5 separate regions of the Mus musculus genome follow, and regions 1, 2, 4 and 5 are each linked to region 3. Evidence: chromatin contacts called from public Hi-C and promoter capture Hi-C data. All regions are on one chromosome and are shown on one strand. The core of a region is the stretch at or near the end of the contact, and the rest is flanking DNA. Distances in the headings are between cores, read along the strand shown. Region 1 holds the start of Arl5b (ADP-ribosylation factor-like 5B). Region 2 holds the start of Yme1l1 (YME1-like 1 (S. cerevisiae)). Region 3 holds the start of Otud1 (OTU domain containing 1). Region 4 holds the start of Abi1 (abl-interactor 1). Region 5 holds the start of Apbb1ip (amyloid beta (A4) precursor protein-binding, family B, member 1 interacting protein).

What was found. Promoter capture Hi-C pulls out the DNA fragments that hold promoters and counts their contacts. A called contact is a pair of places that touch in the nucleus more often than the background predicts.
Region 1: a contact with region 3 is called in a promoter capture Hi-C map of pre-B cells, with 4 times the contacts expected there. The contact joins the promoter of Arl5b here to the promoter of Otud1 in region 3. A contact is called at or near these places in 3 of 39 promoter capture datasets (cranial neural crest, liver and pre-B cells) and 3 of 484 Hi-C or Micro-C datasets (CD4 T cells, muscle stem cells and olfactory sensory neurons).
Region 2: a Hi-C map of uterus shows a contact between it and region 3, with 7 times the contacts expected there. The contact joins the promoter of Yme1l1 here to the promoter of Otud1 in region 3. A contact is called at or near these places in 1 of 39 promoter capture datasets (pre-B cells) and 1 of 484 Hi-C or Micro-C datasets (uterus).
Region 4: a contact with region 3 is called in a promoter capture Hi-C map of cranial neural crest. The contact joins the promoter of Abi1 here to the promoter of Otud1 in region 3.
Region 5: a contact with region 3 is called in a promoter capture Hi-C map of pre-B cells. The contact joins the promoter of Apbb1ip here to the promoter of Otud1 in region 3. A contact is called at or near these places in 1 of 39 promoter capture datasets (pre-B cells) and 1 of 484 Hi-C or Micro-C datasets (B cells).

Annotation. Positions count from the first base shown.
Region 1 is chr2:15,053,315-15,058,546 of GRCm38.p6, forward strand. Arl5b (ADP-ribosylation factor-like 5B) reads left to right here and starts at 2,006. Exons shown (of 6, transcript NM_029466.5): 1 at 2,006-2,260. The coding sequence starts at 2,215. It also overlaps a transcript of Nsun6 not described here.
Region 2 is chr2:23,153,115-23,158,785 of GRCm38.p6, forward strand. It overlaps Yme1l1 (YME1-like 1 (S. cerevisiae)), which reads left to right and starts at 3,391. Exons shown (of 19, transcript NM_013771.5): 1 at 3,391-3,617. The coding sequence starts at 3,585. It overlaps Mastl (microtubule associated serine/threonine kinase-like), which reads right to left and starts at 2,910. Exons shown (of 12, transcript NM_025979.4): 1 at 2,565-2,910. The coding sequence starts at 2,747.
Region 3 is chr2:19,654,380-19,660,214 of GRCm38.p6, forward strand. It overlaps Otud1 (OTU domain containing 1), which reads left to right and starts at 3,352. Exons shown (of 1, transcript NM_027715.2): 1 at 3,352-5,835. The coding sequence starts at 3,683. The coding sequence ends at 5,047. Gm3230 (predicted gene 3230) reads right to left here and starts at 3,518. Exons shown (of 1, transcript NR_033642.1): 1 at 1,427-3,518.
Region 4 is chr2:23,037,388-23,042,370 of GRCm38.p6, forward strand. It overlaps Abi1 (abl-interactor 1), which reads right to left and starts at 2,854. Exons shown (of 11, transcript NM_001077190.3): 1 at 2,562-2,854. The coding sequence starts at 2,678.
Region 5 is chr2:22,772,089-22,777,542 of GRCm38.p6, forward strand. Apbb1ip (amyloid beta (A4) precursor protein-binding, family B, member 1 interacting protein) reads left to right here and starts at 2,239. Exons shown (of 14, transcript NM_019456.2): 1 at 2,239-2,433.

The DNA of each region.
Region 1 (5,232 bases), core at 756-3,255, 4.6 Mb before region 3:
AAGAACTTCCGTATGGGCACTCAATCAACCCTGGTTCATCTGGAAATCAGCAAACTGGATTAAAATTGTAATTGACATGAAAATGTTTGATGTTTTTGAAGAGTGGCTTTTTTTCCTGAGCTGGCAGAACACACAGTTTCTTGAACTCTCTTTTTTTCAAGGCCTGTACAAACTGATCTAACTTAACTGATTAATAAGTTGAACTCAATGCCAAATATATCAAGTTTTTCCAAGTATCACCTGGTCAGTTTACATTGGTTCCTCCTAATCTATATAATTTTCCTTTTTTTAGGCCTTGTAAGTTAACATTTTACTTCCTTGAAACTTCAGTTTATTTTATACTAATTTAGTACTTATATTTTGTTGGAGACATTTTAATGGGATTCTACTTCACTGAAAGTTGTCATTTCATAATATTTTCACGAAGTTATTCTTATCTCATGAACTCAAACTATATTCATTTTCAAGTGGCACCATGATACACATCAATATTACCTCTTGTATACCAAAGGCAACACTGAAATTAGTCTCAACAAAACCTTAAAGGGATATTTAAAGAAAAAGTATTTAGTTTTTGAGCTACATTTAAGACGCTTATGCTCAGATTTTTCTATTTTCATTACATTTCTGACAAGCATTACATATATATGTATATATAATGTATTATATATATACATACATATATAGTCAATACACATGTACAGTATAAACAAGTTCCATTTTTTCCTAACATCAGTACATGCATCAGCATTTATTAGTTTAGGCAATATTCAACTGTATTTGTGAGCATCTATCATTTGTTTCAGTCAGAGTAAGTTTCTTTTCCTTCAGGTTAGCAAAACTTTCAAATTTCTAAATTCTAACCTGAAAAGGGCGTTAGAGAATCTTAAGTCGGCTTTTTAATAATGAGGCCAAAAGTAGAAATGATAAGTTTGCGCAACCACAAACTCATTCAAATTTGTAGTCCAACGGATGATCATTAAAGCTATGTTTGAACAGGATCAGTACAACTTTTCCTCTGTAGGAGAGGCTGGAGCTATGGTTTAGTATCAAGAAGTTGTTGTGATCTTGTACCCGAGTTTTCAAGTCTTCACTGTCCTTTGAAGTGTAGCACTAGCAGGGCATCTTTTTTTTGTTTGTTTTGTTTTTCGAGACAGGGTTTCTCTGTGTAGCCCTGGCTGTCCTGGAACTCACTCTGTAGAACAGGCTGGCCTTGAATTCAAGAAATCCGCGTGCTTCTGCCTCCCGAGTGCTGGGATTAAAGGTGTGCGCCACCACGCCCGGCCACTAGCAGGGCATCTTAAGCTATACTCATTTGTTTTATTTGGAATAGGTCATGGGACAGTTTACCTTGTTACAAGGTCAGGCTGGCAGGCTTCTTCTCTGGTTATGTGGGGCCCGCCAGGTGGCCTCAAGGACTAGTCTGGCCTATGAAGTTTCCAGTTTCAACTGGTAAGGATTTTGAGATTAACTACCACACCTAACGCTTGGCCAAACTGATGGCACTTTGATTTTAGAAACTTAACTGGACCCTGGCTACAGGCATTCCAGCACGCACGTCCCTATCAATTCCATTCAGAATTAAGAATCACGCTAGAATCCCAACACTGGGACAGGAACGGAAACCCACTCCTCCGCTTCAGTCAGAGGACCGCGCCAGCTGAGGTTCCTCAGGCGGTCAGCAGCGAGGGACGCGGTGGCCAGGCCTCGGGGATGACCGCTGCTCTGGACCTCAGTCCGCGTTTCTTCAGAGTGGCAGGAGAGGGAGCGCGCGCCGAGGAAATCCCCAGATCGGCCACACCCCGCCTCCGCAGACGCCAAGCCCGCCCACCATCCGCACACCGGAAGTGTACAGGGAGGACCCGCCACGTCCCAGGCGCCCGCTGACGTCAGCGCGCCGACGTCACGTGCCGACCTTCCGGCGATGGGTGGTCCCGGGCGTAGGTGGGGAGGCGGGGCGGGGGCGGGGCTCGTGGCCAGCCCAGGCTGTGCAGGGTAGGTGGGCGCAGACCGAGCGACTACGGGTCGGGGCTGGGCTCAGCGCGCTGCGAACAAAGGAGTCTGCGGCGGTTCCCGGCTCCGCGGAGGACCAAAGCTTCGCTGGACTCTTGAGGCTCCGCGGCTCCGGATCGGCTTCCCCTCGGTTCCACCGCGGGCGCCGCGGCACCTGCCGCCGAGTGCTGCCCAGGAAGTCTGTCCCGTCCGGGGCTCATGATGGGGCTGATCTTCGCTAAACTGTGGAGCCTTTTTTGTAACCAAGGTGAGGCCGGCGGGAGGGTGGACGCGGCGCTGGCAAGTCCAGATTGAGATCTGGATAGGGTTCGGGGTAGAACTCGGATCTGGGGACCCGGAGCCCGGGCAGGGGACGCACCCGATGGCCAGGAATCCCACGCGTGTGCAGCTTTTAGCCAACCAAGGTGAAAACATATTCCTGCAATCTGTTTGCGGGCCTTTCCGGTCTCAGCGAACCATCTTTTAGGTCTGATTAGCCCCAAGAAAGTGTCTCCCCGAGAACCCAAAACTTTCCGTTTGTTTAACACGAAACAGGAGTTTTGCACTGTTTACCTTCCTCTTGTCTATGCCAATGCACCTTCACGTTGTCTGACTTGGCTCTGATTTCTGTTCGTCAAGACTTAGAATGAGTGAGTATTCAGGTGCACGGGTTTCTGAAATTTTTACACATACACACAGCTTCCCCTCCTCCCCGTAGGCGTGAAAAAAAAAATCTAAATGCTCTCGGTTATGTGTAAGATGTTACGTGGCCGTAATTATTCTAGAACAGGTCATGAATTACCTAGAAGTTGTAAAACCTGTTCCGAGGCAGAATAAGCAATGCTGTCTTGAGAAGAGTCACTACTAGACAGAAAGGGGTCCAATGATAAAGTCTTCGTCTTTCTTGTAACAGAATGGTTTCTGAGTATTAAGACCAAATTTTGTTCCCATTTGTTTCATTTTGTAGGGCATGATTTATAAACTACTTTTGTTTTTATGAAGGTACCAAGTCTTTGCCATTATTAAGGTCCTTTGTTTTGTGGATTTAAACCGTGAAATCATTTTGAATGGCATTAATTCACTTGTTCTGAACGCTGATTTTTAAAAAGCCCCTTTCAAGCTTATGAATACATGCAAGCACACTGGCACATGTGTGTGTATGCAAGTACCACAGATAAATACTCCCTTTTAAGTGACTTTGGAGTGTCCAAACTGAAGCTCCCGGCGATGTTTCTCAGTAATGTCATGCACTATTTTTCAGCAACTTAACATTTTCTAATGATTGTAAAAGTACTATGTCAAGAACAATTTCAACATATAATTAAATATATATTGATTACACAATTAAATTTGTGTAAATAAAAATGAATTACGCAATATTACCTTTTATCAACCCCCCCCCCCCCACACACACACCTTAGCAATAAAAATGATCAGAGTGTTGGTTCTCCCTTTATAGTAGGTTATTGCTGCTATCCCTGTTCATTAGAGGATTCCGTATTCAGACTGGAATGGGGCTGGGGAGATGAAAAGGGCAGTCATTGAAGATGATGGAAGCCTTCATGTGCCCTGTGCCTGCCTTTACATAATTGTTTGGTTTTTCTAGAGCCATCTTAGAATTTCTTTATCTTTCCTGCTGAAATGTAGAGACAGGTGCTTGTATCACTGTGTTCTCTGTGCTCATGATTAATTTCTTCTAGTGGGAAAACCAGTCCTTCAGATTAGACCCAGTTAGCTACAGAGATCCAGAACAGAATCTGTGCTCATAGAACACTCAAGAGTTAGTGTAGGAAATTGTTTGCCGAAATGTGCAGACATTTGTAAGTGTGGACTGATGGTGCCAGGGAGTGATCCTTCTCAGGTGGTTTGCAGAAGCCTTTCAGGGTAAGGTGTACACAGACTCAATGAGGAATAGGAGTTTGGGTTGAATGTAGACAGAGTAGAATCCGGCATATTGGTGTAGGCAGATGAACTGCTGCTTGAAAAGAGGTACGTTGGATACACTTAAAGAAATTGAACATGGTTTAATTACTGTTTGTTTGATGAGATTGCAGAAGTAACCAGGAAATTAGATCACCAAGGGTCTTTCTTACATGCTGACCAAGGCAGTAAGCAGTAGGGACCCATGAAGGGTTTGGTCATTAGGTATTTTCCTGATGGGGAATAATGAGATCGGACTCATACAATAGTCTGGAATTTTTGTTTTCTGTAGCAACAAATTAAGTACCAGTGTTGGCATCTTTCTCACCATTGCTCATTTCAGTTATTCAATGGTGCCCAGGTAGAGTTAGCATTGGAATAATATGTCCAAGTCTTCACTCTACCTGTTAAGTGAGAGTGAGGTGGTCTGGAAGCCAGTGGGGTGATGGTTGTCAGAGAACTGACAGCAACCTACAGGCTCTTTCCCTTATCTGTCATTCAGTATGTCCTCACTCTTGCCTCAGTTTTTTAAAGAGCTCTAAGCATCCTTTTATGTGTGATATCTTCCTGGGGATAAGTTACAAAGCTCTGCATTGTCTAATGGAACTTTGTAGTCTTTCATTTTGTAATAGAAGGCTGATAAATTATCACAGGTGGAGCTAACCTATGGTTGTCCGTGTGTTCTTTTTTTTGTTTTTGTTCTTGTTGTTTTTTTTTGTTTTTGTTTTCTCGAAACAGGGTTTCTCTGTGTAGCCCTGGCTGTCCTGGAACTCACTCTGTAGACCAGGCTGGCCTCGAAGTCAGAAATCCACCTGCCTCTGCCTCCTGAGTGCTGGGACTAAAGTCATGCGCCACCAATGCCCGGCACCATGTGTTCTTATAGAATACTTGCTTGCCTATATGGGGACTGCGTGTTTTGGCTCTCCTCTTAACGCTTCCAAGATTTCTTATTTTTTCCTTTTTTTTTTTAAACTTGATTTTTAAAAGTTCTCTACCTTGCATTGGCCTGGTCTTTATCTCTCTTTGTTGTGACTGTATACACTATCGGTCAGCTTTTCTCTTCGACAGAAGGACAGATGACATAAAGCTTTAATTGTAGTTCATTTTCACAACCAAAAATCAGCAACTTATTTATTCTGGCACCTAAATCATTTCTTCCTCACAGCAGATTTTTTGTTGTCCCCTGGGGCCCTCTCAGCTGTTGATGAGTATAACTTTGCCTGCTGGCTGTTGTCTTAATCGTTTCCTTTGGACTAATTCTGCTCTTAATTCAAGGCTTTTGCTGATTTCCTAGGCATCCAACAAAACCTGTGCCCTGTC
Region 2 (5,671 bases), core at 2,141-4,640, 3.5 Mb after region 3:
TAAATACATGACACATTTTAGCTTTACCTCCTTTCCTTATGAAAACCAAGGGAAAGACTAGGGATGTAGATCAGCGGTAGACCACTAACCTAACAGCGGTAAAGCCCCAGGTCTCTCTCTCCCAGCAATGAAGAGAGATTAACAAATCAAGCCAACAACATGATTCTACCTATCATCTCACTGGCAGAAGCTCTATGAAGCTTATGAGGTGGTACCATGCCAAGGTACCCAAAATATTTTCAGGAGAGATTAACTGGTGTTTTCGTATCAATAATTAATGACTGCTTGAGGTGTTAAGAGAAGGAAAAGCAAATATCTCAGCAACATACAAAGTAACAATTTCAGTGAGTTGAGTTTGGAAAATCAGAGAAGGTTTCCCGGGAATTAAGTAAACCTCAAAACAAAACAATGGCTGAAAAGCCTAGAAAGGTAGAACAAAAGCAGTTAAGAAGGAAGCAGGATAAACTTAAGTCCTGAGGTGTGGAAATAAGTCATGGCTTTGAGGGACCAGTTAGTTGCCTGGATGTTGCTTTAATATAGGTTAGGTGGAAGATAAAGTAGAGATCAAGGGCCAAAAATTGGGAATCTGACTGAATTTTTAAGGACCCTGGATTTTGGCCTGCAAACTGCAACCTAAAGAATGGATTAAAGTAAAGTTAATGATTCTAGTTAGGAAACTACTCCAACCAACTAAGTACAGAAATTCAAGCCGATGAGCCTCAAACCACCAGGCAAATGAAAAAGGAGGAGGAGGAGGAGGAGGAAGAGGAAGGAGAGGAAGAGGAAGAGAAGAAGAAGAAGACATCAAAGACCATACATTGTATGATTCCATTTATGTGAACTATCCAGAAAAGGCAATCTTGCAGAGATAGAAGGTGAGTTGGTACATAGGGCTTGTTGGTACATGCCTGTAGTCGCTTCACTTAGGGGATGGAGCCATACGTATCAGTAATTTAAGGCTTGTCATGCTCAGTTCCATCATATGTCTGAGGCTATTTGGGACTGTCAAAGAGAGACAGAAAACAGAGAGAAGAGGGATAGTAGTTACCTGCTGACATATTAAGGGAAGAGGTACTGTGAATAGGCAAAAAGGTAATTTTTTGGGCTATGGAACTATTCCTTAAAACTGTTTTTTTTTTTTAAAAAATTCATTTATTTATTATATGTAAGTACACTGTAGCTGTCTTCAGACACTCCAGAAGAGGGCATCAGATTTCGTTTAGGCTGGTTGTGAGCCACCATGTGGTTGCTGGGATTTGAACTCAGGACCTTTGGAAGAGCAGTCGGCGCTCTTAACCACTGAGCCATCTCACCAGCCCCTAAAACTGGTTTTCAATACTATTTAATTTACAAAAGTCATCACTGAACAAGTAAGTGGGGAGAAATCCACTTGTGAATGAAAAAAGCAAAACAAAACAAAAACAAAACATTTTTTTCCAGAGGGACAACAGGAACAAAGGGTATGTGGTGTATTGATGAAATATATAAGGGCAACTCAAGTTTCTAGCCTGAAGGGTAGAGGTGACATTGGTACTATTAAAGGGAAAGAAGCAAAGGAAGAGGTCATTTAGGTAGTCAGGTGAAGGGGCTGCTTATCTTAACTGTGTGCTAGTCTCCAAGCACTGGGTACCAGGAATCTGAGCCAGCCAGTAGCCTCCTTTGTCATGTTTACAATGTAATGTTCTCATTACAAAGTAGTAATGAGAAGCTAGGGTGGACAGAACAATTTTAAGTGAACACTGACTGTTTTTACGATCACATATAGATAAGAAACGCTTGATTTAGGACACATTTCTTTCTACTTGCTCTATAATAAATGAACTTACAGCTTACGTATCACGATGGAAATCTTGAGAAGCAAAAATTTTGGTTTTGCATCACTTGCTCCTGCTTATCAAAGAGCTGGAATTAAAGCATCATCGGAAAGTGACCATTACAAACGTAATCAAAGTACCGAAGTTAATCCAGGTGAAGCTCAAGTTAGTAAAAAAGCAAAACAAACTCACAATCCCGGTGATACTTTAAATAAATAATACTACAATTAAAAACTTTCACAATATAAATTGTGTCACAGAAAATTCGAATATAATGCAGCTTCCTTTTGGTAAGAGTGAGATTTGAACTGTCTACAAACCAATCTTGTTTGTGATAGCAAGATTTCGGCTATTATGTATGTCAAACAAGGAAAACATAACCAACAAGTACTTAAGGCCGTTTTGATTTGAAACATGACTCAGGAGTCATGGGTGTGGCTTCAAGCCTCTGCCTTCAGTCGCAGTTTTCTCATTTGTTAACAATGGCCAGGGCACAGTTGGGTAAGTTTTGCTATTTTCACTGGGTTAATGATTCTCAGTATACAGAGAAGGGCAGGGCAAGGGAAAGGACAGACACCTGCTCACTGCAGTCTGCCTAAACGCCCACAGTCAACAAGCAGGACTGTGCAGGCTTCTGTAAGCCGGGCATTCCAGGCTAGTGGTACAGCAGCTCCAGAGTTTGTTCAACAACTCAAAAGGGAGGTCCGCGAGGGAGGACCATTTAAGACCTTCTCGCTTCTGACTGCCTACCTTCACTGCGTACAACTTGCCGCCTTTCTGTCCCAGGTACACTTTCCCGAATGCACCACGGCTAATGGGCTTCACTATGGTGAACTCCTCAATGGAGGGTGGTCTTGGTACCGGGATCCTACTCACGCACTCCTCTATCGCCGCACCTCCTTCATTCTCCTCACTTGCCGAGGCGGACTCCATTGCTGCACAGCTCGCCCTGCAGCAGCAACTCCCGCCAGCTAGATTCAAAAGGTTTCGCCTACGCCGGACGCCTCCCGTGACGTCACCGCGCGTCTGCGCTCTGCCGGCTCCCTGTAAGCAGGCATCGACGGGTGGGGGCCGGCGGCACTGCTGGGCGCAGTCTGCGGAGCGCTAGGCGGAGCCGGCGGCGCTGCCGGAAGGGGCGCTGGGCGGGGCTCAGCCGCGGATACACGGGCTGTTTTTGTGACGAGGCAGTGCATTCTGGCCAATGAGCAAGGGACTAAGACTTTATGTAGTCTGGTGGGGTCCTTCCGAGTCTCAGTCAAGATCTGCAGTTCTCCCTCCCTCCGCATGAGCTAGAAGCCAGGCCGACTGTTAAGTAAAGCAATGGCTAGGGATGATGTGTGGAAGCTAGCGAAGCCACAGAATGTGGAGAGCCTGGGTGAGCGTTAAGTGCGTTTGACCGCGTACTGAATTCAGAAACAGAGTAGGAGCGACTAGAAGAACATCCAATTTATTGTGGAGGTGGTGATAGGAACCTCGAAAAACCACCCCAAAGTGACAGAGTCCCCGGAAGAGGCGGAGCGCTGACGGGCGGGGGCGGGGTGAACGCGGAGGCTTGCTCCGGAAGCACTGTACCTATGGTCTTCCGGGGCAGATGTCGTCGTAGCAGCTGTCGGGAGGGGAAGCCATTTTTTCGTTTCTGGGAGGAGTAAGGGAGAAACTGGGAGAAAAGCAAAGAGAAATAAAGAGAAAATAAAAGGGCTCAGCCCCTTTCCTCGGAGCTGAAGCTAAGAAGCAGTTTCGGCTGGCCGGTAAGATCTCGAGGGCCCGGAGATGTTCTCCCTGTCGAGCACTGTGCAGCCTCAGGTGAGCCCAGCATTCAGGCGTTTTCCTGCGTCCCTTTTGCGACTTTTCCCCGGATGCTGTAGTAGAATCGGTGTTTCTGAAGCAAAATTAGTGAGGGAAGCGACGAACCCTGTTTGAGTCGCAGGCTGAAAAGGAGATCAGGGGACAGTGCTGAGACTATGACCTGACACTAACCGTGGTGAACATCACATAGCGTATCCACTGGCTTGCACAGAATTTCTGTTGACAATTCAGGGACTGTTTAGGGTTGGACAGTCTGAGATGGGGATTTGTGAAATCTGCGAGAAAGGTAAAGAAGACAGTGTTCTTTCCATCCATCTATTTCTGATTACCCTTTTTTCCTTTCAAGCCGAATTTAGTTCAAACATACTCTAATAATTCGAATAGCATCACAATTTCTTTCTTTCTGGGTAGAATTAACTTGTGCACATTTTTGAATCATTAGATTCTTGCAATTAAATTTTAAACATTTTTTAAAAAATCAGGACCCAAATTATGTTAATTTTTCCTTGTTTCATTAAAATTTGTTTTCTTTTTGGGGGGGAAGGTGTTAACAATGTTTAATTAATTAATTAATTATATTTTATTTTTTGAGGCGAGGTTTCATTGTCTATCTTTGCTGTCCTAGTCCTTATTATGTCCAGGCTGGCCTCCTAAGTGTTGGGATCATGGCTCCCACCACCATCACACCAGATGCACCATCAACTTGTCTTGAGGATTATTCCTTGGGAGGCAGGCAGAGAATCTAGAGATGTTACATAGTGAGACTTGTCTCAAAAGACTGCCCCCCCAAATGTTCGTTACATCTTACTACCTGCCTCTTTTTGTGTTCCTATGGAATTGGTAGACTAATGGAGAAAGGAATTGCTTAGCTGCTACTTAGGCAGCAAGCGAACCAAGCAAATGTAGATTTCTCCTAGTCACTGGAAATAAAGATGAACAATAAACGGATATTTCGCCGGGCGTGGTGGCGCACGCCTTTAATTCCAGCACTTGGGAGGCAGAGGCAGGCGGATCTCTGAGTTCAAGGCCAGCTTGGTCTACAAAGTAAGTTCCAGGACAGTCAGGGCTACACAGAGAAACCCTGTCTCGAAAAACCATAAGTAAATAAATAAATAAATAAACGGGAATTTCAGGCAGACAGAAAAATATAAATATAAAATCCTGTGAGGAACAAAAGTCAGGCCCATGTGGCAAGAACAGAGTGGCTAAAGGGAGGTTGGAGAGAAGCCTTGAGGCAGTTACAGAGTTCGATTCATTTGATTTCTGTGACCAGGTTGTCATTTGGAGGCTTGCTCTGGCTTCTTGTGTGGAGAATATGAAAGGGCAAAAGTGTAAGTGTTGTAGATTTAAGGATGCTGTTGCTCTGACACAGGAAAGGCATTCAGTAATTATGGAAAAGAAATTGCTTTGTCTAGTGTGGCACCTCTAATTCCAGACTTGGTGAGAGGGTCAAGAGGATTAGGATTTGGCAGCCAACCTGTCTCACAAAAATTAAAGTAGAGAAGAAAAGAAGTAATAGAATTTCACTCAGTGTAAGTGGGAGAGATGGTGGAAAGTGATATTTCTGTGTTGGTCAGCTTGATACAAGAAAATGCTGTTTTTTTAGGATGACAGTGTCTGGAGAAGTTTTAGTAATTAAAGATGTCTGATAGAGACTGTTGAATATAATATTAATTTATATGAAGAAAGCATGGTGAATAGTATACCATCATGAGGTAGACAGCATAACATGGTAGAAGAGCAAAAGAACAAGGGGGAAACCCACTCTGGTGGCGTAAAGACTGGATTTCCATGGCTTATATACTTGCTTATTGTGGGTTTTGTACAACCCCATGTAGCACAGAGCAGTTTGTAGTTCTGTGCTATTCTTCCTAGCTAATCGCCTTCCACCTCTTACTGCTGTTATAGTGGAAACTGAATTAAGCATAATTTTTAAAGGGACTCTGCGTTCACAGCAAGAAGTATAACACTGGCTAATTTTAATGTCAGGGGTTGAATTAGTTAAATTATTAGACTTGGTTTATAATCAGAGCCGATTATTTTATTCACTT
Region 3 (5,835 bases), core at 2,102-4,601:
CAGCTGTGGGGCATTTTCTCAATTAGTGATCAAGGGGGGAGGGCCCCTATGGGTGGTACCATCTCTGGGCTGGTAGTCTTGGGTTCTATAAGAAAGCAAGCCAGTAAGTAACATCCCTCCATGGCTTCTGCATCAGCTTCTGCTTCCTGACCTGCTTGAGTTCCAGTCCTGACTTCCTTTGGTGATGAACAGCAGTGTGAAAGTGTAAGCCGAATAAACCCTTTCCTCTCCAGCTTGCTTCTTGGTCATGATGTGTGTGTAGGAATAGAAACCCTGACTAAGACACTAGGTTTCTTCTTGTTACCATTTGGCTGATAATTGCTAATATCTTGTTTTCTAGTATACTAAACATCCACTAGTCTGGAATCCTGTGTTTTTGAAACTTGTGCCTCTTTTCTGCACACCACCATGATATTCTAGACAGATAAATTTCTAGAATGGAATCATTGGTCCTTCTGTTCCCATGGAGACCTGCCTAATGCTATATGGATAATATTGATCCTCACAGTGAATATATAGTTTTGCACAGTTTGCTCATGCAAGCTAAAAGGGAAAGCAATGCCCTTATGTCAAAGCTTAGATATTTCCGTCTTTGTGCCTATTTGTAACTTGGTCCAGTGGATGCATCACCACCACCTGCCTTCTGTGTCACTTTGCTTTGCGTTCTTGTGTTTATCTTCCCCTGTTGCCATGGACTACATGACAATTTGGATTTCTACATTCTCCTTCTCTCCCTCAGGCCCTTGTTCTGCTGGCTAGCCCTGTTAGCCACACATTTACCAAGTAACTTTTATTTGAAGATGATCTTATTGTCAGTATTAGTTTCTTGTTTCACAACTTCAGTTCCTGAAAGGCTGAAGGCAGAGTTTAGAGCAACATGCCTAAAGGCAGAATGATGGGTCTGCAATAAGTCAGGGGGCGAGATCCAGCCTTCCTTATGGAGGCAATCATTCAGTTTCTCCTCGATGAAGCCACCTAGCAGGCCGGAACATTTGAGCATTTGACAGTCCCTAGGATCCAGTGAGTCCTCCAAAGCCCTGGGTAACGCCAAGAGACCTAGATAGCAATTCTGACTTCACTGCCATCTGAGAGAGTTTGAGAATTCACTTGCCATCTAGTCCTTCATTCAGTAAGTTTCCTCAGTTCCACTGCATGGCTAGTACTGTGCTAGACAATAACAGGAAAGCAAAACAAGATGGCGTTTCACTCAAGCATTAGGAATCCAGAACTTCAGAGCACACCTTCCCAACACCTACAAAGGGAAGTACCTCTTTCTGACTTAAATTACCAGGCAAAAGGTAGATATTTTGTTAAAGAACATTAAGACAAAGCTACTTTCTCCTGGTCAAAAGAATAGAATCCGAGCATTCTGTGCTCAGCCCAGGATGGAGGTACTATAGATTTAAGCTATGTAATGGAGAACGAGGAGGATAATAATTCATTTAATAAGATAATATACATTCCCTTCCCAGAAGACCTTGCCCACCTTGTGGCCACTGGCCTTCTCTGGAAAACAGCCCTGTGGTCTGGCCTGCCTTCTCTTCTGAGCTCTCATTCAGAAAAGGGTCATTTCCTCTTTTGCATTGTTTGCTTGAAGATACCAGGCATGCTTTTATGGACATTCTGTGCCGTTTTACTTTTCTCTAAAGCTACTATTACTAGAATTATGGGTTACAAACTGTGTTCCAACTCAAGTTCGGCCATCCTTCTTCAGTAAGGCAGCTAAAAGTGCCAAATTAATGAAGGAAAAGAAAGCCACAAGAAAAAGAAAAGGAGATTTATTCAATGTGGCCACATCGGAAAGTGGGACACAGAGATCTTACTAATCCACAAATTCTGCCTTGGAGTTGGGTTTCCTGAGGATGAGGTTCAAATACAAAACAAAAGCTCTGCCTAACTAAACACTGGCAAATGTGGTCCCCAATCCATTCCTTTCTCAGCTCCAAATCTCTCCTGAAAGGTCATTTCCAGAAGATAAGTTTCTTCTCTGGATGTCCCCAGGGATTCAGCCGGTTTTTTTTTTTTTTTCCCTCCCAGCAGGAGATAGATCCCTAGGAGGAATTCTAATGTGTGTGCAGGCATATGTGCCTATCAGTGTACGGAGGCGGGGTGGGGGTGGGGGGAGAGGTGTCCATTTTTTTTTTTCCCAATGGGGTAAATAACAGGGTTAGTATATCTGTTTAGTATACACCCATTCCAGTCTTGATAGGCGGGTTACACCAACCCTTCCCTGAGCAACCGCTGGCCAAACTCCATTGCTGAACCTGCTGGCCTGCCTTTTCCAGTCCTAACTTAAAAGGGCATGGCTTTTTTTTCTTTTTTTCTTTTTTTCTTTTTTTTCCCCCCCTTCCCTTCTCTGGCCACCTGCCAAGATTAGCAGATTGCCTACCCTCTCAAACTCTAGTAAAATTGCCCCCCCCCCGAGCTTCCTTTTGAACATTTTAAATTTATTTGATTAAGGAGACTAAGAACCCCCAACGAGAGACCCTAGTAACAAGCATAAATTATGTTCCAAGCAGAATGGTGGCGCGCAGGTAGTACAACCTGCAGGCTGTTTTTCCATACCAAGAAGTAGTCTCCAATTCAATCTGTATATCTGGAAACTAAATTTAAAATTGGATTGAAACTCAGAATAAGGCAAAAGCTACTGTTACTGCAAGTAGGTACCAATTTGATAACACTCTGGCTTTCCGTTGCAGAGGAAGCACAGTTCAGTCTGTTATTTCATTTTGCTGTGCTGTTCCAGAAAACAGGTTGTGTGCCTCTTGCCTCAAAGTTTAACAGTCGCGATCTACTTTCAAAAGGCTTTAAGGCGGCATGTTATTTGGTATTCCAAGGAAGGCTGTTGAAAAGCCTTCCTTTCGCCCTTGCATTTCCTAGGTGACTTAAGTTAGCAGTGCAGGAACGTCTATTTTTGCTTAGCGGGGCAGCAAGACCGTGTAGACCAGACCCAAACACGTTAACTGGAGGAAACGACTCAAGAAGTTGAATGCCATTGGCCCTGAAGGTAGAGCTCAGTCCCTAGTCCGGAAGTGTTTTAGAAAAACGTTATTCCAACCTATTTGTTTGCCCCAGCAACGCTGGTCCCGCCACAGCGTCACACAGCAGGACAGCCGCATAGCCCACAGATCTGCTTCCCAGGTACCAGGCAGCCAGCAACCGTAGTCAGGTTGGGAGCGCACTCAATGCGCATGTCCGTAGTCCAGCCCCCGCCTCGCCCTCCCCGGCCACGCCCATGAGGTCTCCGCTGGAGGGCGGGGCCGCCCCGCTTGAATGGGGCGCGCATTCCTGTGGGACCACGTGACGCGGCCGCGCGGCCTGAGGTAAACAAGCGCGGCCCCGCCTCCTACCATCCGCGCGCTGCACTCCTGCTTGCGGGCGGGCGGCGCTCGTCTGAGCGGGCAGCTCCTCCAACCGTCCCCAGCGGCCGGCGCGGGGCACAGCTGCGCCAGCGTCCTACGCCCGAGTCCCCGGCCGAGCGCGCGCCCTCCGGTGCCCTCGGACCGCCCGCGCGCTGTGGCGCAGCACGAATTGGGTCGCGGCCCGGGCGCTATTCGCGGCTCCTGACGCGGCGGCCCGCGGCGCTGAGCTCAGCGCTATTCTCGGGCTCCGGGGCACTGCGCCCGAGGGTGTGTCTCCAAGCCGGGCTCGCAGCTATAAGGGGCCGCGGGCGGCCGCGGCCATGCAGCTCTACAGCAGCGTGTGCACCCATTACCCTGCGGGCACGCCGGGGCCCACGGCCGCCGCCCCGCCTGCCACCGCCGCCGCCGCCTTCAAGGTCTCCTTGCAGTCAGCCAGCCCCGCCGCCGCGGCCCCGGAGCCGGATACCGGAGAGCGCCCACCCGCCGCGGCCACCGAACCACGCGAAGCCGCCGCCGCCGCTGCCATGCCCGCCTTCTCTGCCTGCTTCGAGCGGTCCGGGTCCGCCGCCGCCCCGCCGGGCGCGTGCAGCAAGCCGCCGCTGCCGCCGCACTTCACGTCCACGGCGCACATCGCCGTGCGGGCCCTGGGCGCCGAGCGCCTCCTGCTGCCGCCACCCTCAGCCCCCTCGCCGCCGCGTCGCGGTTCCTCTGCCTGGCTGCTGGAAGAGCTGCTCCGGCCCGACGAGCCCGCGGCCCCGAACGCCGTCCGCGACGCTCCGGACAGGAACTTCCGACTGAGCGAGCACCGCCAGGCCCTGGCAGCCTCCCAGCACCGGGCCCCTGCACCGGCCCCCGTCGGCCCGGAGCCCGGCGCCGGCCCGGGCTCCGGCCCGTGGGGTGAAGAGCGCCGGGCGGAGCGCAGTTCCCGGGGTTGGGACCGGGCGAGCGGTCGCAGCGACGCCTCCGGGTCTGACGCGCTCCGACGGCAAGATCCCGAAGCCGAGGCTCACCCGGTTCCGGCACCCGCTCGGAGCAGCGGCGAGCCGGCCCAGAACGGCGAAGGCGAAGCCGTAGGCACGTCCCGGGCGGATCCCAGGGACGAGAAGCTAGCCCTGTACCTGGCCGAGGTGGAGAGGCAGGACAAGTACCTGAGGCAGAGAAACAAGTACCGATTCCACATCATCCCCGACGGCAACTGCCTCTACCGAGCTGTCAGCAAGACTGTGTACGGGGACCAGAGCCTGCACCGGGAGCTGAGGGAGCAGACCGTGCACTACATCGCGGACCACCTGGACCACTTCAGCCCACTCATTGAGGGCGACGTGGGGGAGTTTATTATCGCTGCTGCCCAAGATGGGGCGTGGGCCGGATATCCCGAATTGCTGGCCATGGGGCAGATGCTGAATGTGAATATACACTTAACTACTGGAGGGAGGCTGGAGAGCCCCACCGTGTCTACCATGATCCACTATCTGGGCCCAGAGGATTCTCTACGGCCCAGTATTTGGCTCAGTTGGCTCAGCAATGGACACTATGATGCTGTTTTTGACCACTCCTATCCTAACCCAGAGTATGACAATTGGTGCAAGCAAACCCAGATACAGAAAAAACGCGATGAAGAACTTGCCAAGTCCATGGCCATATCCCTGTCCAAAATGTATATTGAACAAAATGCATGCTCTTGAAAAGTCTGAGGACCTGACAAGTTGGGGGAAATGGCGCGTGTCAGTTGTGTTGGGAGAACCACACGAACTCTAATTAGGGTAATGGCACTTTTCACTTTCCTAGTAGACTGACTTTAGGTGTAATGCCTTAATCAGTTTTTGAATGTCCTCTCAGAGCCGCAGGTTGCTGGGCACCTGAATGATGTTTCCTGATAGCTTTGGGTGAGCCTACTGCTATTTAAAATTTGCTGTATAAAGTGAGTGCTACTTAATTTGCAAGCTGATGTCTCACGGTATGAATTTGTTCATTCCTGGTAGTCTATTTTCTATAAAAATGTATTTTTGCACATTTTTAAAAATGGGTGTACTTTCATCTATTGCCTTGTTCCAATTTCGAGAAATGGCTTTTAAGCAGAATCCAGAGAAGTGCTTTCTATGAAGTTTATTTCAGTTTGTGATTTAGTAACTAGTTTATTGTTGGAATATTTCACAATTCTTAATTATTTCAAATGGATATTGACACATTATGTTACCAGATGATTAGCCCATTCCATTTTGATGAAAAAAACCTATTGGGGAGGGGGGGAGAGAAGATGTTATTTTTTTAAGAAATGGTTCATTTTGAAGAAGTTAAGGAAGGGATAGCTTTGGGACGATTTTTTTTTTTTTAATGACAGTACCAGGCCTTACTTGAAGTCTGCTATTTGCTGACGGCAGAATGATAATTCTGTACTCTTATGTTTATAGAGTAGATTGGTGTTCTCGATTGTGTTCGTTTTATTCATCAACTTAGGAAAGGCTTTTATGAA
Region 4 (4,983 bases), core at 1,604-4,103, 3.4 Mb after region 3:
CAATTTTTCTCCTCAGGCATGGTGATTCATGTTTAATCTCAGTAGATGAGACAGAGAAGAGAGATCTCTGTCACCCAGCCTAGTCTATGTAATAAGCTCCAGACCAGCCAAGATGGCATAATAAGACCCTGTCCCCCATCTCACCCCCCATAAAAACCCTTTCCCACCTCAGCTGGGTATGGCAGCTGCATGGCACCTGGAAGCTGACAAGAGGATAGAAAGTCAGCAGCCTGGTCTAGAATGAGATTGTGTCTGAAAACAAACGCAAACTTTACACACAAAGAAAAACAAATAGCACAACTACTTATCCTAATCAGCACTATTACCAATTAAAGTGGGTTGCTTTAAATTGTGTGTCTATCCACTTTTTAATTGTTTGTGGATGTGTCCATGCACTCCTGAGTGCAGGACCCCATACATCCAGAATAGGGTGTTAGATCCCCTGAAGCTGGAGTTAGAGGTAGTTGTAACCTGCCTCATACAAGTGCTGGGAACCAAAGATGCAACAAACCCAAGGTTTTTCATACTAAAATAAATAAAAGATGTACATTTTTTAGTATCTATAAAATACAAGATCACCTTTCTATTTCCACACTATATCCACATTTCTGTATGATTTTGAAATAGGTTTAAACTCACTCATCGTACCTATGTGTATGCATGTGTGTATGTGTGTATGTGTACTGAATGTGTGTTTGGTGCCCACAGGTGTCAGAAGAGGACACGGACCCCCTAGGATAAGGATGGCTGTGAACCACTATGAGGGCGCTGGGAACTGAACCCGAGTCCTCTGCAAAAGCACCAACTGCTCTTAACAGTGGTTAAGGCAGCCCTTCTGCTGCTTAAAATGTGTTTTTAAACAGCCATATAGTTTTCAAAACCAAGTTATACAGAAGACACAGGAAGCATTCAACAAGTTTATGAGTAGATTACCAAAGTCAAAGGCTGGAAACGAGAGTAGGAAGACAAACTCCTTGGAGTACCACTCCAGATAGAATGTTACTAATATGGAAAATGACAAATACTCAGACAAGTCTCAAGACAGCATCTCCTTCTGAAAACAAAATCTACAGGAATCTGCTAGAACAGAAATTAGCCGCTCTTGAAAATGATAATCACATGAAAGGCACTTTAAGAAATACTGCAGGTCCAAAGTACAATATTCCTTATTTTTCAAAGACTGTTCTGGTTTTGCCTTATCAACAAGAAATGAATTTCTATTCTCATTATCTGATACAAAGAATTCCACTACTGTATTTGCTTCTAGTGAAAACTGTTAATTTTTACTCAACCATAGGGACAAGTCAAACTACTACATACAATTCACTTACAATCGCTGATAAACACAAGCAAGCATGGCATAGTAAAAGTGCCAAGAATTTCCTGATAAATTAAGGAGCAATTCTATGTTATGACTTAAAGACTACATAATGTTTGCTAATCTACTTTATTCATATTCTTCTATGTATTAACTCAGTATAGAAAGAAATCTCAGAACATAAGCAACCACGATAACACTACTGCGTTCAAGGCCAACAGTCCAAGAACATTTAGAGGAAGAAAAGTATTTAACAGATTTCCCACTGAATTTCCCTATGAATCATTCGTGCTTTATAATAACGAGTATACATTATGCTAAAGCGGAAGTAAATATGAGGAGGTGGAAGAGGAAAAGCCCAACTTGAAAATCGCCAAGCACGCATTTTTCCTTCAATTAAAAGAATTTTAATATGGATTTTATCACACCCTCAGCAGTCACTCTCCGCACTCGATTAGGAGGTCTGTACAAATGTGACTCGTGACAATTTTTTTAAATAAATAAAAGGCACACCCTCTAGGATGAACTGACATAATCACCCTCACCCCACCCTCCAACGACACACACACACCCCACTTTTCCTTCCCTGCCCATTCCTCTCGCAGCTGTCCCAGTCCTAGGCTCATCACACCGGACATGGGGGCGACAGCGAAGTCTGAGCTCCAAGGAGACCAAGGGAGGCTGCGGGATTTCCAGGGGGACCTCAGCCAGGACCGACCCCAGCCAGGGAAGGCTGTGGGGGGTCTTAGGAACCAACCGCAGCCAAAAGAGGCAAAGCTGAATACAGCCCGACTAAGAAGAGCGGCCTGCAGTGAGCGGAGACCGGGAAGGAAAGACTGCCGGGAGCACGTCCCGGCCTGGGAAGGCTGCAGGAAACAGATCCCTGGCGGGGAAAGCGGCGGGGTTTAGGCGCAGACCTCAGCCAGGGCAGGTGGTGGGGAGCACAGCTGGGCCGGGCAGACGGCGAGAAGCAGAGCTCGGCCGGGGTAGGCTTTAGGGAGCAACGCCCGGGCAGGCTGTGGGGAGCACAGGCGGCCCCGGGCAGGCTGCGGGGAGCGGCATCGGGTCAGCGGCGCCCGCGGCGGCCCTGCTCCTCACCCATTTTCTCAAGGCGGCCACTTCCTGTATCGCCGCGGCGGCCGCCGCTCGGGCTGGGGCGGAGGGTGGCGGAGTAGGGCAGTCCCCACGGCGCCCAGCCTGCCTGTCGTCCCAGCCGCCCCCGCCGGCCGCTCAAGCTCCTCACCTGTATATAGTTGTTTTCACAGTAGTCCGCCACCCGGGTCAGGTTCTGGTAACTCTCTATCAGCGCCCTCTTGCCAGACGGGATCTCCTCCTCTAGTAACATCTGCAGCTCTGCCATTTTCCACCCCTCCGCATCGCTTCCTCTCGCATTAAAGAGACAGAGGAAGCTGAGTCCGCCGGGGACCCGAGCTCCGCACAGACCAGACGCCAACCACCCACCCTCCCTCCGCCGGGTATTGTGGGACTGCACCTCCTCCTCTTCCTCCTTACTCTCCCCGCCTCCTCCCCCCCACCCCCTCCACCCAGGACGCACAGCCGCCACAGGCTCACTTTCTCGCGAGAATCATTTCCCCCATGACAACGGGAGTCCCCCACCCATCCACTATAGCAATGCTTTCTGGGAATTGTAGTTTCTTCCTGGCTAGGCCGCGCATGCGTCTAAGGAACTTCCAAAAACTAGGAAGACTTTAAAAAAACCAATACAGTTTTAAATCTTGAGAGTCTTCTTAAGGCCCCAGAAGATGGCGCCACAAGTTGATCTAGACAACGAAATTTTTCCTATGAGAACATTGAAAATTGGCAGAACTTACTTAGGAAAGTCAGTAAGTCAAAGGCATCCAATCAGATAACGATTAAAAATAGAAATCTGAATCCTGACTTCCTCAATTTTGTAAGAGAGACTTTGCCTTCTTAACTTATGCCCCAATTCATTTAAAACCCTGAAAACTATCAATTCTCAGATGTACATCATGCAGTAGTGCTTGATATTGCAGAAACAAATGAAGCAAGGATAATTTGTACCCTAAAGAATTGAAAGAGGGAGCTGGCGAGATGGCTCAGTGGTTAAGAGCAGTGACTGCTCTTCCAAAGGTCCCGAGTTCAAATCCCAGCAACCACATGGTGGCTCACAACCATCCGTAACGAAATCTGATGCCACTCTTCTGGAGTGTCTGAGGACAGCTACAGTGTACTTACATATAATAAATAAATAAATCTTTAAAAAAAAAAAAAAGAATTGAAAGAAAGCCGGATGGTGGTGGCACACGCCTTTAATCCCAGCATTTGGGAGGCAGAGACAGGGGGATTTCTGAGTTCGAGGCCAGCCTGGTCTACAAAGTGAGTACCAGGACAGCCAGGGCTACACAGAGAAACCCTGTCTTGAAAAACCAGGAGGAGGAGGAGGAGGAGGAGGAGGAGGAGAAACTACAGAAGAAGAGGAAAAAATAAGAAAGAAGGAGGAGGAGGAGGAGGAGTTTTTGTCTTGCATTGTACAAAATTGTTTTGTTCTTATTTCTTATCACTTGCTCTGCAAATGTCTCAAAGGGTCTTTGACAGTATTTCAAGCTGTCATATCACCAGAACTATTAAATTATTTTGAAATAATAGGCTATGAAAAGAGTTGCCTAAATTTAAATATTATTTACAGACCTATATTTCCAGTCCTCTCTGGGACTCACTGAGAATCACAATTTTTGAAGTAACAACAGTACTCAGCAAACTTTTGGAAATTGTTGTTGAAAACAATGACAATAAATATTGACAAAGACATGGGGAATGGCAAATCTTAGACACTGGTACCAGAAATGTAAATTAGTTCAGCCACAATGGAAACCAGGGTGGAAGTTCCTCAAAAAGCTAAAAATAGAGCTAACTAACATATGATTCAGCCCCACCACTTCCTGGTATATGCCCAAAGGACTGTATGTTTACATACCACAGAGATACATGCACATCTGTGTTTATTGCTGTTCTCAACAGCCAAGATCTGGGCCCTCCACAGGTGTTCATCGAGAAGGACTGCATTCGTTACTTTTCTTTGTTTCCTTTTGTTCCTCCCAAATATTAAAACGTTACACGTGTGAGAGTATGTCTGTTTGTGGGTGTGTGCACATGAGTGTAGGTGCCTGCTGAGACTAAACACAGTACATGTCCCTAGAACTAGAGTTATAGGCACTTGTGAGGTACCCAACATGAGGACTCAGAGCTGTTCTCCAGTCCTCTGCAAAAGTAATACATGCACTTAAGCACTGAGCCATCTCTCCTGTCCCCCTTCATTTATTTATATATTATAATTTTAATTAAGATATAACTATATATAATATATAATTTTAAATTATAATAAAATCATAGCATCCCTGCTTTTCTTCCTCCAACTCTCCCTATGTAGCCCCCCATTTTCTCTTTCTCAAAATCATGACCTCTATTTCTTAAATTAGTATGTGTATGTATATGTGTATGTGTATAGCTTCCAAAACATGTAAACCTACCTGCTCAGTCTCTATAATCCATATGTATGTACATTATGTCAAGGCTGACCTTGACATTGGATATCCAGTTCGGGTGCTCTTCCTTGGGAATGACTATTTCTCTTGCTAGCTTCCGATAGCTCTTTGTCAAGGGTTGAGGGTGGATGAGATTTCCTC
Region 5 (5,454 bases), core at 989-3,488, 3.1 Mb after region 3:
CAACCAACCGTTTCATCTGAAGTGTTGCCACAAACCAGTAAGGGTAAAGTTAAGTATAATTCATTCATATTCTTCTTCCTCCCTCTTCCCTCCATCCCTCTCTTCTCTCTCCTCTTCCTCCCACTCAACTGCTTTTCTAAGTGTTCCTTAAACCGTATGATGACTTCTAGAATAAATCAAAGAACGTACCCAGTTGTTATATTCCTACTACTATCTGTCCATTATTATTACAGTACAACCCGAAGTCCTCTGACTGACCACAGGTCCTACTTAATCCGGCTCTTGCTCACATTCTCCCCTCATCCTCTACCTCTGCCTGCCTCTTTCACCCTACTGCAACCCTGACATCTTATCTTTCTGCTCTTGGCTCAACACACCCCATTGATCATCTCTTGGGATGCTTTTCGAGCTTCTGAATGACTGGTCCTTATCATCAGAACTCTCTGACCATCTTTTCTCTTCGGGAGAATCGCTCTCCATCCTGTTGCTTGTTTTTGCTTTCTGTTGCTCTCAATGGCATCCCACCTCACTACATCAGCCTCTACAACCATCTTGTCATCGTGTCCTTCATAACCTCGTCTCTTTTCCATTCTCTTCTCGCCACCCAAGGCCATACTGTTACTAGTTTCCTTGATGTTTTTCCAGGCTCTTCAAGGGCTGTCCTAAATGAAGACTTTAGAGGTATCAACCTTTCTTTCTAGGATATTCTTGTGTAAAACTCCTAACATCATTGGATGGCTCCTTTCATTTAGGTCCGACTCAAATGCTGGTCATAAGGTTGATCTTTTTCCACAACTCCAATTGACATAGAAGCCCTATCAGCATAACCATTACTTTATACCGTCACCTTTTATTCTTTCTCAGCATGTTGACTATGCAGTGTATTAGCTGTTTTCTGTGGAGTAGGGTGTGCCATCCAGCAAAGCAGCAATCCTTTCTGTTACTGCTGTTTATGTTCTTCTTAGACAAACTATATATAGTCTCCCATTGAGTACTGGAACTATCTGAAATTAATTATATGTCTAATTTATATCTTCATGTCTCCACCATTTTGCCTTACAGTGAACCCTTAAAGACACAGCTGTGTAGAGGAAGAGAAATTAACTCAATCATCATTTAAAATCATAATTGATTTTAGTGGCTGTATTTTCAGATCTCCCTAAACACTTTCTCTCAGAGTGAGTCCCAGTCAATCTTGTGATATACAAGCTATGAACAAACAAAATCATAAGAACAAAACCAGAAAGTGATCTTGGTGGCACATGAGAGGCAGGAGGATCTCTATATGTTCGAAGCCAGCCTGATATACATTGTAAGTTCGAGGACAGCCAGTGTGACAATTACACTCTGACTTTAAAAAATAAAGATGTTGGAGGGACCACAGCCCATCATCAGAGTAGTCTCCACTGAGAACAGACACCTGCTGAGCCCTTCCTTTACCTCCACCCAGGGAAAGATCTACTCTGGCACAAAGGCCATCACACTGCACCACTTCTCTGTCCACCCTAACTGGAACGTCCCCTTCTGGGCTGGTCCAGGAAGTCTTAGACAATGGCAGATTGAGGAAGTGCAGCGAGGGTTGAGGTAAAGACATAGAAGGCTGTTGCAAAATAAGCTGGCCCCTTTACCCTTTGTGGAACTTAATAGATTGGGATTGATCCACACGATGTGAAAATAAACGGAAGACAGGCCTCAACAGAAGCAGAGGGTCCTTTTATTAAAACAGTGAAAGGAGGCAGTCTTGGGGGAAGTGGAGGCTGCGCAGATGCTCAGGGAGCTTGACGGTTTTGTGGGGCAGAAAAGGGAACTTACATCTGTTCCGCTCAAGTCTCAAAATTGTAACCAACGTAGGTTGATATTTAGATCTCCTTGGGAACTAACTGCCTGCAGGTGTTACTGACTGGTGAACTCTCTTGTAGGGAGTTTCTCAGCTAATCTGAGACTTTTAGTCCTGAGCACCCCTTGAGCACTAACCCTTCAGACTAGCATCTGGGCGTTAGTCTCAGACTCTTACAAAGAACACAAGACCCACACAGATGAGAGAAGGCTTTCTCTGACCTTAGGGCAGGAAGTGTTTTCTTCCAGGGGTGGACAGGGTTTGGAAAAAACAACCCGAACTTGCTAAACTTGCGGAGCCCTTTAGGCGGGGCTTGGTGTCTGTCTATTCTCCTCCAGGGCTTTGCTAGCTAGCACCTCCGTGCAAAGCCGAGAGTCTGCGCCGCCGGGTGGGCAGGGCTCAAAGCACTTCCTCCTCCCTGAGCCCACGTCCTCGCCTCGAGGCCGGTCCAGCCCAGAGGCGCCAACCACTCATCTCTGCTCATTCCGGTGCACTTAGGCTCAACCCGGCCCATCTCTGGCTCAGCCCCGCGCATCTCTGCACAGCCTCCTCGCATCTCTGCAAGCCCCCCTCGCACCCTCCTCCCAGCAGTCAAGGTAAGCGGCACCCTAGTCCTGCGCACGGGTTTGGGGTACTCAGGCTGCCACACTGCGTGTCCTATGGGGGTGGGGGAGACAACAGTTGTGGCACAGGTCCACGCACCGGCCACGTGAACACGCCCCCCCCCCCTTCCCCTGGCAGCCAGGAAGCTTCAGGTCCCCTGGGCACCTCTTGTGCTCTTGACCTGTGGCTCCCTCTTCTCCCCACTGCGTTTTGTTTTAACAGATTTTCTGCTTAAGAAATGTTACCAGGTCTCAGGGACCCCACATTAAATTGAGCTAATCTTGAAACAAAACATCCCCTGAGGCATTTTAGGGCACCTCACATTAAGTGGTAGTCTGAGGAGACTCATTTGAGAGTCAGAGGACACATAGCTCAAAGTGTTTCCCTTCATTTAAAACTTTAACTGCAGTTCTGCTTTTTGAAGCCTGTCTTTCCCTCTCAGTCTCCTTTTCTTTGTAAAAAATGTGGTAAGGATAAGTTTGAATACCAGACAAGGGTTTCCTAATTTAGTTTGGAGTGAAGATTCAGAAAATGCTTTATATATTGAAAGACAAGAATGCTCTTGTATACCACCACCACCACCACCACCACTGCCACCACCACCGCTAGAACCCCCAGTACAGGCCCCTCGCTCGGACTTTATCACGTGTACCTCTTCATTCCCCTTGGCGATGTATTTCTCAGCTTTCATACCAAGGTGCAGAGTGACATGTGCTCTCCTAGAGCGTCTCAGCATCTCTGTTCAAAGAGTAGTTTTGTGATGGGAACGCCGAGTAAAGGGGAAAACTGAGCAGACAAGAGGCTGTGGGTTTATCCTCCATACCGGCAGTGATATGGTGTGAACAAAAGCAAGTGCGCCAATCTGGGACTCCAAACTGAAACTTCAGAAAAGAAACTTTGGCTTTCATACTAAACCGAGGGTTTTGCCTTCTGGGCCTCCCTAAAATGGGAGCACGTGGGCCTGAAGAGGAATGCTGGCTAGCAAGATAGCAGAAGATAAGAAAAAGAGTCGCTTGTACCCAATGTCCTTCCAGGTGGTGTCTCCTGTCTGATCAGTGAACTCAGAGTCTAGCAAATGTAATGTCATCTTCAAACTATTAGCACTTAACTTGTAAATTCTTATAAATATTTGTGACCTTTCTGGTACTTGGTAGAGATTCCAGTTGTTGCTCTACATCTTTAGGATACTAGCACACAGAGATGAACTTAATTACATTATTTTAACCACACTGGAACTCGGGGATAAATGAGATTATACCACATAAGAATGGAGACACTAACAGTGCTCAGAAGGAATCCGGTGAATCACATGCTGCTTCAATCTTGTATTCAATTCCAGAGGGAAAAGGAGAATGTGCCAACAGACTTTGTTATAAGCTGAAATATAAACACTTTTGATGAGTTTTGTTTCTGAGACATTCCTCTTAAAAAGCAACGTAATTTCTGGTCCTTATGTAAGTTGCCAACATTCCATTGTATTGCATTTCAACAATCCTGAGTTACTAGTTTTTGAGAAATGCAACTTTGAAATGTGTAATTAATTATACATACTCACTGGGCTCTGCAGCATCCACTACATTTTCTTGGAAATTTTATATTCTGAGAGTGTATAGTTCTCCACTATAGTTTCATTGTATGTCACAGATTTTTAAAAAGCTCTAGATATTTTCATATTATATAGTAAGCAATTTATGGACTTCATTGCCATGAATGTGTGAGTTGTGCTACTTTGAATTCTCAAATGGCATTGTTGCTTTTTATTTCTATTTATTTCTAGTCATTTTCTATTTCATTTTACCTATTTTGATAAGTAAGCCTTTTAACAAATCTACAATTCTTTAGAATAAATTCAATTCGTGCTTTGTAGTCTATGAAACTATAACCTTTACAACATTATTGAACATCATAAGTGATCTTAGGTACTTTCAAAATGGAATAATCTAAAATAAATAAGACAAGCATGGACATTATGCACATAATTGGAATGTTATGCAATGTTTTGGATAATTATGTATGTGAGAAAAATTGTATATTGCAGCTAAGTATCTGGATGCCTTTTCTGCCCCTTGGAGATGCTAAATAAATTCTATGTTGTAGGTCTGTGTCTGAACTCTGACATGTGGCATGAGGTTAGATTAAGCCTCAAGACTGAATATTTTTTAATTAACATGATTGATCCTTTCAATATGAAATTTGTGTTTTATATCAATTATCTGGTCCCAAATGATAAGTATCTTAAAAGTTCAAATATTATATGAATTCACTATAAATGAATTATATTGTATGTACATTGTAAATATACATTAAGGGTATTTGGCAAGGAAACTGGTTGTATAGTGATGTATATATGCTTAATAGTTATGTCAGAGAATTAACTTTCAAAGGCATCTTAATATATCTGAAAAAATAGTACTTCCCTAGAGAAAAGAGGAGAGCAACACTAAGACCTGATGCCTCTCCCAGTTCAACAGATGGGAAGGCAGGGCTTGGGGACAGCTGGGGAATAGAAGCTACCACTGCCACCGTTGGGTCCCTACTTCCCAGCCAAATTCTGTCGCTACCATTGAGATTCAAAATGTCTCAAGCCCCAAGACCCAGTTTGTTCCCTGGTTCCAATTTTGAGGCAGTATGGAAGATAAAATACCACACCAAGCCCTTACACTTCTCAGTCCAGACTCAGGAGTTTCAGATCAAGACTACATTTCCTGTGAGCTGACTACAAACCTGAATCACTAAGAACCATGTTATTAAACCTATTTCCTTCTTTCTCTTGAAACTTGGGTTCCCTTTGGATCACCATGTGGCAGTAGTACCTAATTTTTTTTTAAGCAGGTAACAACTTAAACCCCTTATCTAAGTTCTTGAGACCAGAAGTTTCATTTTTTGGATTTTTGAGAAGTGGAGGATAGAATGTTTGCATATACACGAGATATCATGGTAATCATTATGAACATGAGATTCATTTGCTTCATATGCTCTTTATACACAGAGTTGGATAGTACATTATGCAAAGT